Regions from separate parts of the Macaca mulatta genome. Here region 2 is linked to region 1. The links are chromatin contacts, called in public Hi-C maps. All regions are on one chromosome and are shown on one strand. The core of a region is the stretch at or near the end of the contact, and the rest is flanking DNA. Distances in the headings are between cores, read along the strand shown. Region 1 has its middle 100 kb from the start of NGF. Region 2 has its middle 49 kb from the start of TSPAN2.

The links. Hi-C and Micro-C count contacts between places; a contact is called where the count stands out from the background.
Region 2: a contact with region 1 is called in a Hi-C map of fibroblasts, with 2.4 times the contacts expected there. The contact joins two enhancer-like sites. A contact is called at or near these places in 2 of 14 Hi-C or Micro-C datasets (fibroblasts and liver).

What each region holds. Positions count from the first base shown.
Region 1 is chr1:125,030,670-125,038,096 of T2T-MMU8v2.0, forward strand. No RefSeq gene overlaps it. Among named protein-coding and RNA genes, the nearest start is that of NGF, 100 kb to the left of the region's middle. Within about 2 kb of position 3,577, at least 1 of the 40 cell types and tissues checked has an H3K27ac peak or open chromatin away from gene starts, as enhancers often do.
Region 2 is chr1:125,125,694-125,133,120 of T2T-MMU8v2.0, forward strand. No RefSeq gene overlaps it. Among named protein-coding and RNA genes, the nearest start is that of TSPAN2, 49 kb to the right of the region's middle. Within about 2 kb of position 3,133, at least 3 of the 40 cell types and tissues checked have an H3K27ac peak or open chromatin away from gene starts, as enhancers often do.

The DNA.
Region 1 (7,427 bases), core at 2,327-4,826:
TATATTGTTATCAATGTTGTTGTTCTCTCTGACTCTACCTACTTTACCCATGAGAACCACACCTATTTAAATGAAATGTTCAATCACTAGTTTCTCCAGCTCTTCCCTCCATCTTTTCTCCAATTTCTGTTCATTTTTGTCATCAGAATTATTTTCTAGAAGTACAGTGACTTTTCCCAATACAATGATACTCTTTTCGTAACTGACCAGACTATATCTGTCTACAAATAGAAGAAGATAAATGAGTGGTGGAAGAACAGTTTTCAGGTAGATCAAAATGCTCTATCCCATTCCCTAAATGAATGTTCTCCTGTTTTATGCTTTGTAAACATCCTCAGCCTCTGGTCAATGAAGCAGACATCAAGGAATTATGAAATTACTTCCCCCCGCACCTTAGGTGTTTTGTTTCATGAAGTTAAATAAATAAAACCTGGCTGTGTCATAAAGAGAAACCTATGCAAGTTTTATTCCTCTAATTTAGCTCCATGTTTCTTATATTAAGGAGATTCTTCTTAGATTATAGCACGAGATTGTCCATTAATACTAATTTTTAGTGTTACAGGGTTTTTTTTTTTTTTTTTTTTTTTTCTGGTCCTTCAGGAATATTTATATCTTTCGGATATTTTGAGAAACTGTATCAGAAACTGCAAGCCATATGCCATTTAAACAAGAAGACCCTTCCTTGGCCTTCACAAATTACATGAAAATATGATGCTTTCACCCAAAGTTTGTGTCTTCCATATCCCTGATAGGTTGGCAAATGTTTCCATAGGAGGCTGGTATGCTGAGGGATTCCAAATATCTTGGATCAAACTTGAGAGTGATGACTGCGTCATGCTCATCCCCCTACAAGAATATATACCAGTTGATAGAGGCAAAAACCAACCCAGATGACCAAGCTAAGCCTATGGTCTCAGGAAAATATTTATATAAACAACCCCTTCCTCCCTCTGACCTATCCCTGATACCAGGCCTCACTCCCAGGTCCACTCCTCTCACCATGGAGGCCAATGTTCAAAGCTTCCTTTGCCAAGTTTTAGGTTTCCTCCTAATGACAATACTTCCTCCTTCCCCAATCACCAAATCCTTGATTTTCTTAGCAGTTCCTCACAACAGCAGAAGCTGCTCATGTAATTGCTGATGAAAGGAACAAAGTGAAAACAGAGAATCCCTTGAAGATTGGACATCCTTGGGTGGGTGAGGAATCCTTTTACTAGCAGAATTAGGTCTAGTCAGCTCTTCCTTAATGTTCTGAGACATCAAGACAAGTCAATAATTTCTCATGTGCATTTCCCGATGTTCCTCATAGTCAACGAATGAATATTTTGCCCCTGGGTTAGAATAATAATTTCTGCATCACTCCACCTGGGTAAGTGGCATTGTAGGCATCCAGAAACCTCATACCAATTAACATTTTCTGCCAAGTATATGCATTTTAAGAACCCCACCCAGATTAACAAATAAACTTTCACTTACTAACTGAATGACTGGAAATGGCCAAGCTTGGGAATTCTCAAGGTTGTAGCCTCAATGAGAGAACTATTAAATAATTTTGCAGTTCAGCAATCTTACTCAGGGATGATGGATATGTGCCAGTTTTAATAAAGCCTTTAGTGTTGGGCTGAAGGGCTCTGTCATTGGACCTGCTTAGTTAAAATTATAGATGACACAAAGCTGGGAGGAACCACTAGTGGGTGGATTGACAAGTTAAGATCCAGTAAACAGACAAAGCAATGGCCTGAAACAAATGGGGAAAGAGAGAGAGCTTTTAACTAAGAATAAAATTATCTGCATTTAGAACTAAAACATTAAATTGCTTAATATAATAGTCTAATCAGGGGAATGCATAAGTTGATAGCAACTCCTATAGAAATATCTTGAGGTATTAATTTATTAGACACTAAATATTAAACAACCATGTAATCTGATTAGACGAACAAACAAAAACCCTCTGTAATACTATCAGCCTAAATCCAGACCAAGGGAGATTATAACCTCCCATTCACTACACTGTCAGAACCATCCTGGGGTAGTGTTCAGGTGCCATAAGTTGAGAATGCTGGAAAACGTGGGCATCCTCAGAGAAGAGCGACTGGGATTATAAAGGATCTAAAAGATCTAGAAACTCTATTACATGAGAAAAAAATCAGATAAACCAAGTGATGGGGGCTGAAAAAGAGAAGATCACTATTTTTAATGATTTAAAGTGCTGTCAGATGAATGAGGCAGCAGATTTACCTCTGCTTGGTCTATTTTACAGAACTCAGACCAAAGACAGAAAATTTTGAGAAGGGAGATTTATTTCAACTTAAAAAAGAATATCTAATCAACTTCAGCTGTACCACAATGAATGGGCTGTCTCATAAAGTAGTGAGCTCTTTATCACTGGAATCATTCAAGAAGAGTCTAGATGACTATCAGGAAATTTACCAAAATAATTCTTTGAGGGGGGTGGTGAGAGTTGGACAAAATGATCTCCAACCTTAAGAAGCTCTGATTTTAAAATTATTTTATACTAAGGTTTTAATGACTAATATGTATAATATGACCATCTGACACACACAATGACTAATGGTACCACATTAGGCATTATCACAGACATTATCACAGGACTTGGGAGATAAAATTTTTGTCTAGGGTAGGGCAAGGAGGGTCTTCTTAATGCATTTTCACTGGCAACTTCACTGTTGCACAAAACTGGTTTCGGTTTATTATGCTTGCCTGCATCAGTCTCCTTCTGAGTTATTGAGGACCGAGAGCACAGAGAGGAAGGAAGAGAACACATTTTATGTTTATTAAGCCTCTGTGAATTTTAACCATGCACTTTTATATATATTACTTCATGTAGTTTTCAAGACAACCTAGAGCAGTAGAAAAGTATTAGGCCTATTTTACGTTTGAAGATAGGACATCCAGAAAAGGCAAGAGCCAAAGGTCACCCACCTAGTAAATGAGACCGATAACATCATGACAAAGAAAAAGCAGAGGATACATGGGCTCTTTCAAAGTCCGTCTTATGGAATTATTCAGATGAAAAGAGCTTTAGAGGCTCTATATTCCAACCCACCTATCAGTAACATGAAGTCCTTCTTAGTTTTGGAAAATTGGCTTTGTGCACTTAGGTCAACCTAATAAGAGAATAATAAAGCTGACTTTTCAAAACCTAATGACTCTCATGGCTCTGTCCTTCCCAACTTTACCTACTTCAGACCAGGCTCCTGTTGCAGATACCCAGTACAGATTAATGAGTGCCTGGCCTTGGTGGCAGAGCCCACAGCAGACTATCCCCACAGGATCCTGGAGCTCACCACTGGAATCTGGAACCTGGTGTAGTCTCAGGCCAAATTTCAGTTCTTGCCAGTCTAGGCACCCAGAGAGCTGCCTCTGTTACAAACCACCCCATAGGCCTGCACTCCAGGGAGCAAGGCTCAGTGGGAAAGAATGTGTTCCTAATATCCGTGTCATTGGTTTCGTTTCTTTCTCTGAATTTCCTCACTGGGCTGTGGATGCTTCCATGCTGTCTCAGAGAGAAGGCCCCAAGATGCAATGCTTTCCACCCCATAACTTCCTTTCATTCCTGCAGGCAGCCTTGGGTGCAGTCCAGCCTCAGAGCCAGTGCAAGGGGTGGAAACTCACGGCTTCCTGGTGTGATTCATTGGCCTTTCTGTTCCCAGCTTGTGATATATCCTGGCTCCAAAGTTCATTAAATCTTTGAAGAGGAGCCCAGGAGAATTGAGTGACGTGGAGGGAAAAAAGAGAGAGAGAGAGAGAGAAGGAGAGGAAGGAGAAAGGAAAATGTATTGGTCCCTAGCATCCTTCAGAGCAGAGATCAAGAACAGGTTTAGCTAGTTCTCTAAATTCTAAAACAGTAAGCTCTGCTGAGGTCTCAGCTCACTCTCCTGGCTTCTAGCATGCTGTTCCAGACCGGAAAAAATACCAAGTTGTGTCAGGTATTCTCCCTGCCCTTGGAAAGTTCATGCCTCCTGGTAAAGTCTTTTTGGACCCTCGAACTCACAATGCTCCCTTCCACTGTGATCTCATAGCACTCTACCTATTCTGTGAGTCTGCTTAAGTCCCTCATGGCATTAGAAGCACACTAAATCCAAGAACAAGATTTTAATCATCTTTATATTCACAAAGCATCTAGCACAGTGCCTGGCACACATTAAATGATCAATCAATGTAAAATGAATGCAGTCTTACTGGGGAGATAAAAGATATATAAGTACAGATTAAAAGTACATGCTAGGCAGTACAAGTGGGGAATAAATGGGGGAACCCCAGGTGGTACGTCATCTCACATGGCTCTAATCCCAGCTTGGCCATTAATAGCTGTGTAAACTTGGACAGTTTGCTTCTACCCTCCAGACCTTGCCAATCCAGGCACCCAAGCTTTCATGTCTGTAAAATCAAGGGGCTGATAAAGGATTTAGAGGAAGCCCCAAAAAGAAGGTTCAGAGGTGGGAGACATCTAAAGGACTGGACTGAAAAGGCCATGTAAACTCAATACTTTCTGGTAGTTCCCGCCCTCAACTTCTCCCTTGGAGGTAGGGCTGCCCTCACCGAATTGCATCTCCTGATTCTTTTGCCATCAGGAAGTGAAGGGCCTCAGGTGGAGGAATCCTCTTGTGAATATCTGCTTTTACGGGCTTCTGTCCATACCACTTGCCCATTCTGTTTCAAAATGGAAGCAAACTTTCTGGTGTCTGAATTCCTGAATATACTTTCTCCCACCATTTTGAATGCTGAGGCATCTGCCCATCCCCAATTTTGAAGCACTTAATATTCCATAATTACATCTGCAATTGCATCTGGCCCCTGGGATGCAATTTATCTGCTTTGGGAATTGCAATTCATTGAAAGACTATGTTGCGGGCCCTCTCACCAGCTCCTTACCTCTCTCAGGCCTCTACCCATTTTTATCACTGGTCCACACCTTTCCTATGTGGAAGATATTCTCCTTTATGGAGACAATGGATACAAAATTAGTTTGAGTAGTTCTGGTTTCTTTCATTGTCCATTAACATTTCACCAGCCATCCAAAAAGTAGACCTGTGTCTCCTTTGATCATCTTCGGCAGTTTGGGAATTCTGACACTCTTCTTACATGTCTCTGTTAACCTTGGGTAGGTCTTCCCTCCATGTGTTAGATACGAGTTCTAAATTTCTCTTCAAAGACTCAATATGTCAGCATGTTCAATTCTTTGCCTTCTACTTTTAAACTTAACTTCCTCCTAAAGCAGCCTTCACACACACACACACACACACACACACACACACACACACGTCTTTGGATATTATTTATATGAAACATATAAAATATGTTATGGAGATTATAAATATATCCACAGTATATTGTGTGTGTATGTATGTATGTATAATCTCCAAAGACACATATATCCCACAGCACCACACTATCTTCTGTCTTCCTCCCTGGGCTGAAGTCTTTCTTTTATTTACGCAATCAATCCCGGGCACCCACTTCGATCCCCATCTCGTTCCTCAAGACACATTTCCTTCTGACATCTTCTATCCTGCTTTATTCCTTCTACCTTGGCTGAGTGTCCAGGACTCATTTATTACCTAATAATTTGAAGCATAACGGTGCAGTGCTCAGGTTCTTTTGCCTTTTCTTCCTGAAAGGACATGATTTTACCTAGAGCCTACATTGGGGGTGACTACCTTTTCTCTGTGACAGCTAGCTGAGAGTTTATTTTACAAGAAAAGCTGCCATAAACTGCAGACTGTTATCTGAAAGAGGCTGCACGAGCCCACAGGCTACCTGAAGGAGTGACCGTTGATCCTCGTCCCATGCCAGGGAAGAAAGGGACAGAAAAGGAAAGGTCCGGGAGAACGAAAACTCACCTCCCTCTTTTGTGTTGTCTTAATGTTAATTCTGTGCAGGACGGACAATAAAATAGAGGTCATTAAGCCAAAGTAGGAACCACATTAACAAAATTTACAAATGAAGTTTTGCGTGCAAGATGTGCAGCAGATATGAAATTGTTAAACGACAAAAGCTCAGCCTACTTCAGCAGGTGGAGAGGAAGAGTTTGAGAGTGCACCAGAAGTAACCATATGTGATGGAGCATGATGAAGTTAGCATCATCAGTCCTAAATTTGTTCTCTTATGGAATCTTATAAATTCTCAACTGCCATAGGCCAAAGAAAGCAGGGATTCTGTAATACCCTACAAAACTTACAAAAAAAGACAAAGAAAGTCCAGCATTGCACACAATTTATTGCACACAATAAATAGCAAGATCAGAATAAATATTGAAGTAATCAGAGGGATGACAATTCTGTACCTTAAACCATTCATAAGGCCAGGCGTGGTGGCTTACACTTACATTCCCAGCACTTTGGGAAGCTGAAGTGGGAGGATTACTTGAGGCCAGGAGTTTGAGATCAACATAGTGAGATCCTGAGGACCGTTTTATATAAAAAATTTGAAAATTAGCCAGGTGTGGTGGTGCACGTCTATAGTCCTAGCTACTCAGGAGGCTGAGATGGGAGGATCACTGCACTCCAGCCTTGGCAACAGAGCAAATAAATAAATAAATAAACCACTCATAGGTAGAGAATGAGCCTTCTCCACAGTCAGTGTGAAGCTCTGTGATTAATCAAAGAAAGAAAGCGACGTATGTACTGTTCTGAATCAACTTGACACCCAGAAGAGGACAACAGAGGTAGAGGCCTAAAACTCAATTCGCTAGAAAAACTCTCCTTAATCACGCCTGGCTCAGGATCTCACTAATACTCTATAGAGCATGTTTTTTTGGTAATAAATGCCAGAATCAGAACTATTCTACTACTTTGGTTTTCTTTTATCTAACATGTATGATTTCGGTATATACACACACACATATATACTCACCATGCTCTTGAGTTAGCTGCTTGAAAAATTCTACCTGGTTCTTTCCATGGTGGGGGTTCAGTTCCTATCAACTCATTTTCTTGTATCCCTTATTGTATTCGATTCAGCATAAAGTGATTTTTCTTGAAAGTTGTTAATAAATACTTGAAATGGACTCCACTGACATTTCCTGTGAAAGCTCTGTGCCAAGAATGGGAAGCTTGGGAAAGTTGCCCCCTTTAAAGAATTCTTAACCTAGGCAAGCCACATGTGACACCAGACAGGATCTAGAAATGGTTTAAAATTCAGTTTCCACCAGGATGGCACTTATAATACAATTGAAAAAGAAAGTATTATTATTACATGAAATGTTAAATAACAATAAGAGTTCAATTAATAGTTTAGATAACATGAAACAATACACCATTTGTTGCTACGTGAATGTGAGCAATCGCAGTTACTACGGTGTATCAGAGAGGGACAGATACATTTCATAGATGGACAGTGAAGTATTTGCATTGCACAGGAAGCTATATACATGCATTTAAATAACTGTAAGTTTACATTAGTTT
Region 2 (7,427 bases), core at 1,883-4,382, 95 kb after region 1:
TTTGAGGGCAGACTTTTAATTGATACATTCATTAATTTAGTCGTTCAACAAACATTTTGTGGACATCGAGTCTGTGCCAGATACCATGACAGGCACTGGAGCTACGGCCAGGAAGCAGATAGAAATGATGCCTGTCTTCAAGGAGCCTGCAGACTCATGGAGCAGGAAGCTAATAAACCTGCCATATTGGGTGCTGTGCAAACAGGGAGAATACATGATCTGCTTTGCCCAGAGGAGTCACTGAGCTAAGGGACCATTTCAGATGAGAGGTGACATTTGCCCTGGACCTTAAAGAGGGTGTAGGAGTTCTTCAGGAAGAGTAGAATCAGGAGGTTTTTTTAAGTGATGCATAGAGATGTCCCCAGGCATACTATGTGCTAGGGACCTAATGGGGAAGAAAGACAGCTGTGCCCAGATTGCTGAAGCCTTATTAGCCATTCTCCAGAGCTCCAACATTGTCCTATGGGTATCAGAGAATTTCAGAAAGCAGAATTACATCATAAAGAGAGCACTGGATCAAGAGCCAACAATCCATGGGATCTGCCAATCCCTGGCTATGTTGCCTTGGGCAAGGAACTGTCCCTCTTGGGGCCTCAATTTCCAACTCTGTCAAATGAGATAATTGAGCTAAATGACTTTTTTTTATTATTCCACAAGAGTGAAGTGAAACACTTTGGGGATAGAAGCTTGGTTTAGAAACAGATTGTGAGGCTTTCTGCTTGGGAAGTTTCCCCATGGCCCTGGGCTCTTATCTGGACCATGCACAACCATAAATGGGCATTCACATGTATACACACTCATTCACACCCCACCAATCTGTCCTCCATTTGCTCACCAAAAAGGGGTAGGATTAAAACACTTCAGAAATCCAAAACCTCTGTAGGATAAAGCTGAAGCTCCTTAGCATGGAAGACAAAGCCCTTCACAGCTCTGTAGTCTCATGTCATACAACTTCATAACTAGACCTTCAGGCTCCAGCCTGACCACCCCTCCCTGGTCTCAACTCCCCTAATACATTATTTGGCTTCACATGTCTGCTCCTGGGCCCATGGTGCTTTGTCTGCCTGGAATGCCTTTTCCCTAGCCTTGCTCTTAGTAGGTCTCATTGGTAGACCACATTTACTCTTTCCAACTTGCTCAAGAACAGCCTCTGCAGCAACGCTGTCCTCTCCTCCCATAGCCCCCTCCTTATGCATATTTCTATCCATGCTGGGACACTGGATTGTAATCACTGGTTTCCATGGCTCTCTCTTTCACAGATGATGAATGCCTCAAGAATAAGAGCGATGTCTCACTGACGTTTGTATCCCCAGCTCCTAGGGCTAGAGACATAGAATGCCTAGACTTCTATGTAGCTGGCCATGGAATGTCCCCAGCAGATGTAAAACTAACCACTTGCATTTTTATTTAACATTCTGATTGTGTGCCCCAAACTACAGGATGATCCTTCAGTGTTTTGGTGGGAACTGGAGTCTCCAAGAGCTAAATTAGCTGCCAGAAAAGAACTGTTTGCCATACACTGGAGACCCATCATCTCCTTCTGTGTTCCCAGCTTTTCATAAATGCCACTTCAGACTGTGGGATAGGCAGGTAAGAAGGTGGGCCACTCAACTTGTCCAGCAATGTCTTGTTTTCATGAAGTCATAGAACCTCAGAATTGAAAGGATCCCAGAAGCCATCACAGCCTTCCACCTAGGGCAGAACACCCCTACATTCCTTACAGATGCTCATCCAAACTCAGTAGGTCTCACCTCATCCTGGTGAGGAAGCCTGGCCTGCTCTTGACTGGTTATTAGAAAAATGCTTCCTCATTTAACCCAGGTAATCCCAGCGTTCCATGTATTCCTGTCTCAACACAATCTCATTCAAATAAGAGTCTAACAACCTAGAGTAGGTGAAAATGCAATTCAAAACATGCTGGGAGTTCTCAAAAATAACGAAAAAGCAATCATCCTCTTACGGTCCTCTTTCCTCATGTTTCTCTTTGGATCTCCTACTCAGTGTAGAGGCTCCCAAAACTCTCCCTCTTCTGACCATTCCCAACCAAGCCCGAAAGTAGGCTGCAGCCTTTCTCCACAAGACCCCCACCCCTATCCTGCACAACTAATGATGGTAGATACTCTCAGCCTCTCTTGCTTTTTAATTTTCTATTGTTTCCTCTCTTACCCCTCTCCCCAGATTCTACTCTACAAAACAGATCCCAGGAGCTTCTTTAGTATTGACAACACTTATTTTTAAAATTCTTTATAACATGTTGATGCAAATAGAAGCATCTGCATGTCAGGAAGCTGTCATACTTCTCTAATGTCTTTTCTTCTCCAGTCTACACCACCCCCATTTCTTCAACTGACCCTCCAATGGCACAGCTCCCAGAGCCCCAGCACTCCGATGTGGATAATAGTAATTATCCACAATAATTCAAGCGTGGTTTCACAACACATAAGACCGTGGAACTCCATGAAAAAGAAGCTTTATGAATGAAGCTGAAAAATGCATTACTTTTTACCACATTTTCTTCAAAAAAAAAAATAAAAAGTACAACCCTGTTCAAAACTGGACACTAACTTTCCGAGGCCCCACCACACTCCCATAAATAGGCATGTTGTGAGTAGAACGCCGATGGACGCGTGCCCTTAGCACGACAGGCGAGGCCGAGCACTCCTAGGAAGGCCACTGTGTGGGGTGACTTGAGGGTCTCTAGGGCAATCCCATCCTTCCCATCAAAAATATCCCCACCACCAGGACACATCACTGTGCCACGTCACTCAAAGGTATTAAAAGCAGTGGTAAGTCACAACTATCTGAGCAGCAGGAAGTCACTCTCAGCAATGGACACTAATTAGGGTCTTAACTGAAGTTATTTCAGATATTATTGGCTACCACTAAAGGAAGTAGGAAAAGTTCTGAATCTGCCATAGGTGAAGGTTGTGTACCTCCAGGGGGAGCATGAGGTGAGGTGAAGTGAGGGTAAGGCAAGGAGAGAAACAAAGGATCTGTGTGAAGAGAATGATGGCGCCTGTTAAGGGACTGGCCTGAGCCTAAGTGTGCCTGTGCAGCTTGGCTCAAGCTGCCAGCAACGGGAACCTAGCTGGTTTCACAAGGCTCCCAGGTGGAGCCACACTGCTGGCGGCCTCCAGTGAAGCACACGACCAGAGTGCCCTCTAGCGGGGGGAACGAGCGCTCACCACCCCTCAGGTCCAGGTATTAATAGATCAGCATGGACTTGAATTTTCCATTACCCTGCTTCAGTCATTCAGTCAACGAGCACTGGTGGAATTCCCACTATGTGCTAAACACTATGATAAACACCAGGGGGACGTGTGAATAGGCATGATCGCCACTCCCAAGAGGTTTATGGCCAGACTGAGGGGATGGGACGAGTCAGGGCAGGCGTGTGCGCCAAGGATGCAGGCTTGCAAAGGCAGAAGGGGTGGATGGGCCAGGAAGGTCTTCCCAAGAGAGCTGACCCTCATGCTGAGGAGATGTTTGCTGGACAGACAAGTGGGGGGTGGGCATTAGCACAAGCTGGAGATGTTCTGACGCCACCTGGAGATAAAGAAGGTGGGGGTCATGGCCAGAAAGGAAGCTGGAGAGGGGTGTACAGGGGGAGATCATGGAGAGCCTGGCCTTCATTCTAAAGATGACAGGAAGCCACAGAGGCATCAATCAATTTTGCAGATTTATAAAAGGATCACTCTGGTAAAGGGAGCAGCAGCTGAACTGCAGGGAAGCAAAATAGATGCCAAGTTTAAAAACGAAGGCCTAAATTAGGATCAAGATGAGGGAACGGCAAGGGGGAACAGATGCGAAGGAAAGAAGGTCAGCAGGACTTGGCGCAGATTGGGTGTGGAGGGTAAAGGAAATAGAAGGGTCTCCACTGTTAGTGGAGAGGGGACTCGACTAACTCAGCTCCAGTTTGGGAGGCTAGCTTGATGGTGATGTCATTCGTCAAGCTAGGAGTAAAGGAGAAGGAGCGGGTTAAGAAGAGAGATGGTAAGTTCAATTCTGAACATGCAGAATTGCATATGCTTGCCAGGGACACCAAGAGGAAATTCTGGGAGGTAACTGGTAATTGACTGTTGGGTCTGAAGCACTGGGAACTGATCTGGCAGTTGGCAGTGACCTATGGCATTGGAAGGGAAAAGCTCTCTCAAGGTAAGCATTCAACATGAAGAGAGAAAAGAGCTGAGGACAGACCCTAAGGGAAAGCTCATGTTGAAGAGGCAATCAGAGAAAGAGCAGTCCCCATGGAGACTAAGGAGATTGAGGTGGAAAGAGAACAAGAAAAGAGCTGAAGCCAGAAAAGAGGGAGCCGCAAGAAGAAGGGTATGACCAACCTCATGAAATGGCTACCAAGACAATGTCTTGCAATGAGTTGAGTTAATGGGCATGAGAGAGGGAGTTTTGTCTTGCCGGCATTCAGCTTTGTGATCTTTTCAATTTGGATTCTTAAAATGTCAGTTTTGTTTCCCTCTACCACTCTCTGTTCAGGACACTCAGTTAAACTATTTCTTAGGGAATGCAAACCCTTGGTTTGGTAACACCTGTCACAAGACTACGAGAAGGATTCAATAGGATCATTTACATAGAGCACCTAGAAAATTGCCCAGCACATAGTAGGCACTCAAAGTTAGCTTCCTCCCCCACTGAAATAACATACTTAGGAAAGTAAATTTAATAGAATACAGATGCAGGTTAGATTAGCTGGTCTCCAGGCTGACCGGGTCAGTGGTTCCACCACTGAACCAGGTAACCAAGAATGGTGTCAGGTCAGTACATAAACTCCACGAAGTGGGCGCTGTCATCAGGTGGCTCATGTGTTTGCTGGGGGTCAGAAATTAGATCCTGATATTCAGATTCATTACTAACCTTAATGACTCATTACAATACTGTAAAGATGGATACTATTATTCCCTATTTACAGGTGAGGACACTGGACTTACAGAGGTTCTATAACTAGCTCATTGTCACACATTCTGTCTTGCAAAATGGGGTCCCTTTTTAAACTGTGTCATCTTCAGGGTGTCCCTTTGGAAGATTTAGGATCAGAGGGAACGTGCGAGTGTGCACGTGTGCACACACACCTACACACACAGAGTACTAGATAGCAGCCACTCTGAGCCAAAGCCCAGTTTGTTCTCAGCCCTGCAGCTAGCTCATTATCTCATCCTTACTAAGCTTCTCTCATTGCTCAGTGCCTCAGTTTCTCTGTTTGGAAAATGAGACAGAATAGTCCTGTGCTTCCCCACTTCCTTCTAAGGAGTGGCCTTGATGAGATCATGTCTGGGCTGCAGGATCCATGGAAATAGGTGAAGCCAGAAAGTGACACTGAGCTGTTTGGCTTAGACAGAGGGGAGGCCCGTCCTCTGTCTCACTTTAAGTGAAAGTGCGCATTCAGAAGTCCTGGACCAATGTTATGATGCCTAATGATCAATTACTCACTTCTGAGGCCTAGAACAAATAGGAACCTGGGTGTTTCAACAATTTTTCACAATGAGAAGCAAGTAAATAAAAGCTATTTAATGATAAACCTTCAAACCAAATGGTGCTAGGCCAAGTCTAAACTAAAATGGCGTGAGGTCTGTAAATTGTTATATGGATTTTGGGACCTGGTTTCTTTACCCTGCCCACATTCCTAACCTTATCCCTCCCTCTGATTTTAAACTAGCCCCATTTCCAAGTGCCAAATCCAAACAAAGAAGCTGAGGACAACTTTATCGGATAGTGTAAAGAAATCTCTACAGGGCTCCTCCAAAACATCTCACACCTGAAGGTTATCAGTCTTACATTTTCTTCATCACCCCCAGCAGGTCCCCCTTTCCTCTCTCCTACCCTTCTTATCTGTCCCTTGCCCTCCTCTTCCCTATGTCTATACACACACACACACGCACACACACACACACCCCTCTAGCCATTCCAAGCTGTCAAGAGGGGCAAACCACCCTGAAGGTATCTTGCCCCCACAGCCTACGGAGGACACTCATGTGTCTGGACTGTTCCCTGGGCACCTGTTCACCAAGCCCATTCTGCCCTCTTGTCTACCTGCTCCTGAAAACCCACTTCCTCTGGAAGGGCTTCTTAGATTAATTAGATAAAAGCAGCTTCCCCAACCCCACCTGCCTCTATCTGTATCTTAAAGCTGTTTCCACAAAGCACTTTCCTATCTCAATTACTCATTCATCACTTTTTCTAACCTCCAAAATGCACTTACCCTTTTTGTGTAACTGATGTTTATTCTCTACTGGTCAGTTATGTAACTTTCTGATGTCTTCCCATGTTCATGAGTGTCCCAGACTTATCTAATGTCAGCATGGGAAGACAATGAGTTCTCTGGCAGCAACAAAACGGCATTAATAAAGAATTTGTAAAGATGAGAACAACGATGATCACATTCTACAATTATTTATTGAGCTCCTCCTATTTGCTCAGCAGTGTGTTATCTTGGGGTGGTGATTTGAGACAGCCATTAAAAATCTATGAAGTACAGTCCTTACAAGAAGAAAATGTTATCAGTTTCTCACTGAACACTACAAATCAGAATTTACAAAGCTTTCTCCAACATTGGCATTGGACCTTCATTTCTGTTAGATAAGTTGGCCATTGTTGCTTGTCATCAGATGTCATCATTCCCATCTTACAGGTGAGGAAATAGAAGTGTGGGGACATTCGTGGCTTGTCACAGTTCACACAACACAGAGTGTCGGAGCAGGGACTCCTGAGTATGGATCCAGGGTCTGGGGAAGCAACGAAAGCAAGACACCCCCAGACACAAACACGAGCCTCTAAGGGAAGTAACCAAAACTGTAGGTGGTGGGTGCCAAAAGAATACGTGTAGATGACACACGTTACAGGCATTCAAAGAATCACGATGAAGAGTCAGCCACACGGAGAGTCTCAGACAGACAAAAGATAAACACTGCCCAGAAACGGCCTTTGGGGACAGCGCAGAGTTACTGCCCTTTGGGTCAATATCCTCTGCTCTGAAACAGCATCACACTGCCTCTTGTCGGGCACAGAAAACAACATCAGCATTCTCTAGTGAATCATTTTCTGGGCACCAGTATTAGGAAATAGTTTGACTTTAAATGGCATCTACATCCTAAAGGAAACTAAAAGAAGCACTTTCTACTGCTGTGACCCATGAGTTCTTCCAACTAGACTCTCCAGGAAGCGGAGGCAGCTTTCCTCCCTGATCCCTCGGTCTCCCCGCTCTTGGCACTCGCCCCACCTCCCCCTCCCCGCCATGCTTGCCCGGCACTCACAGGACTTCTGGGTTGCGGTGGAGTCTGCAGATCCATTTACACTGAGATACTCACATGTGTGTGTGCCTGGGGACATTCCACTGACTTTCATTCTCCAGGTCTCTAAGAAATGACTTAGGCTAGCATAAATTCTGTTTGCATAAGACTGAGACTAACCAATCTTTC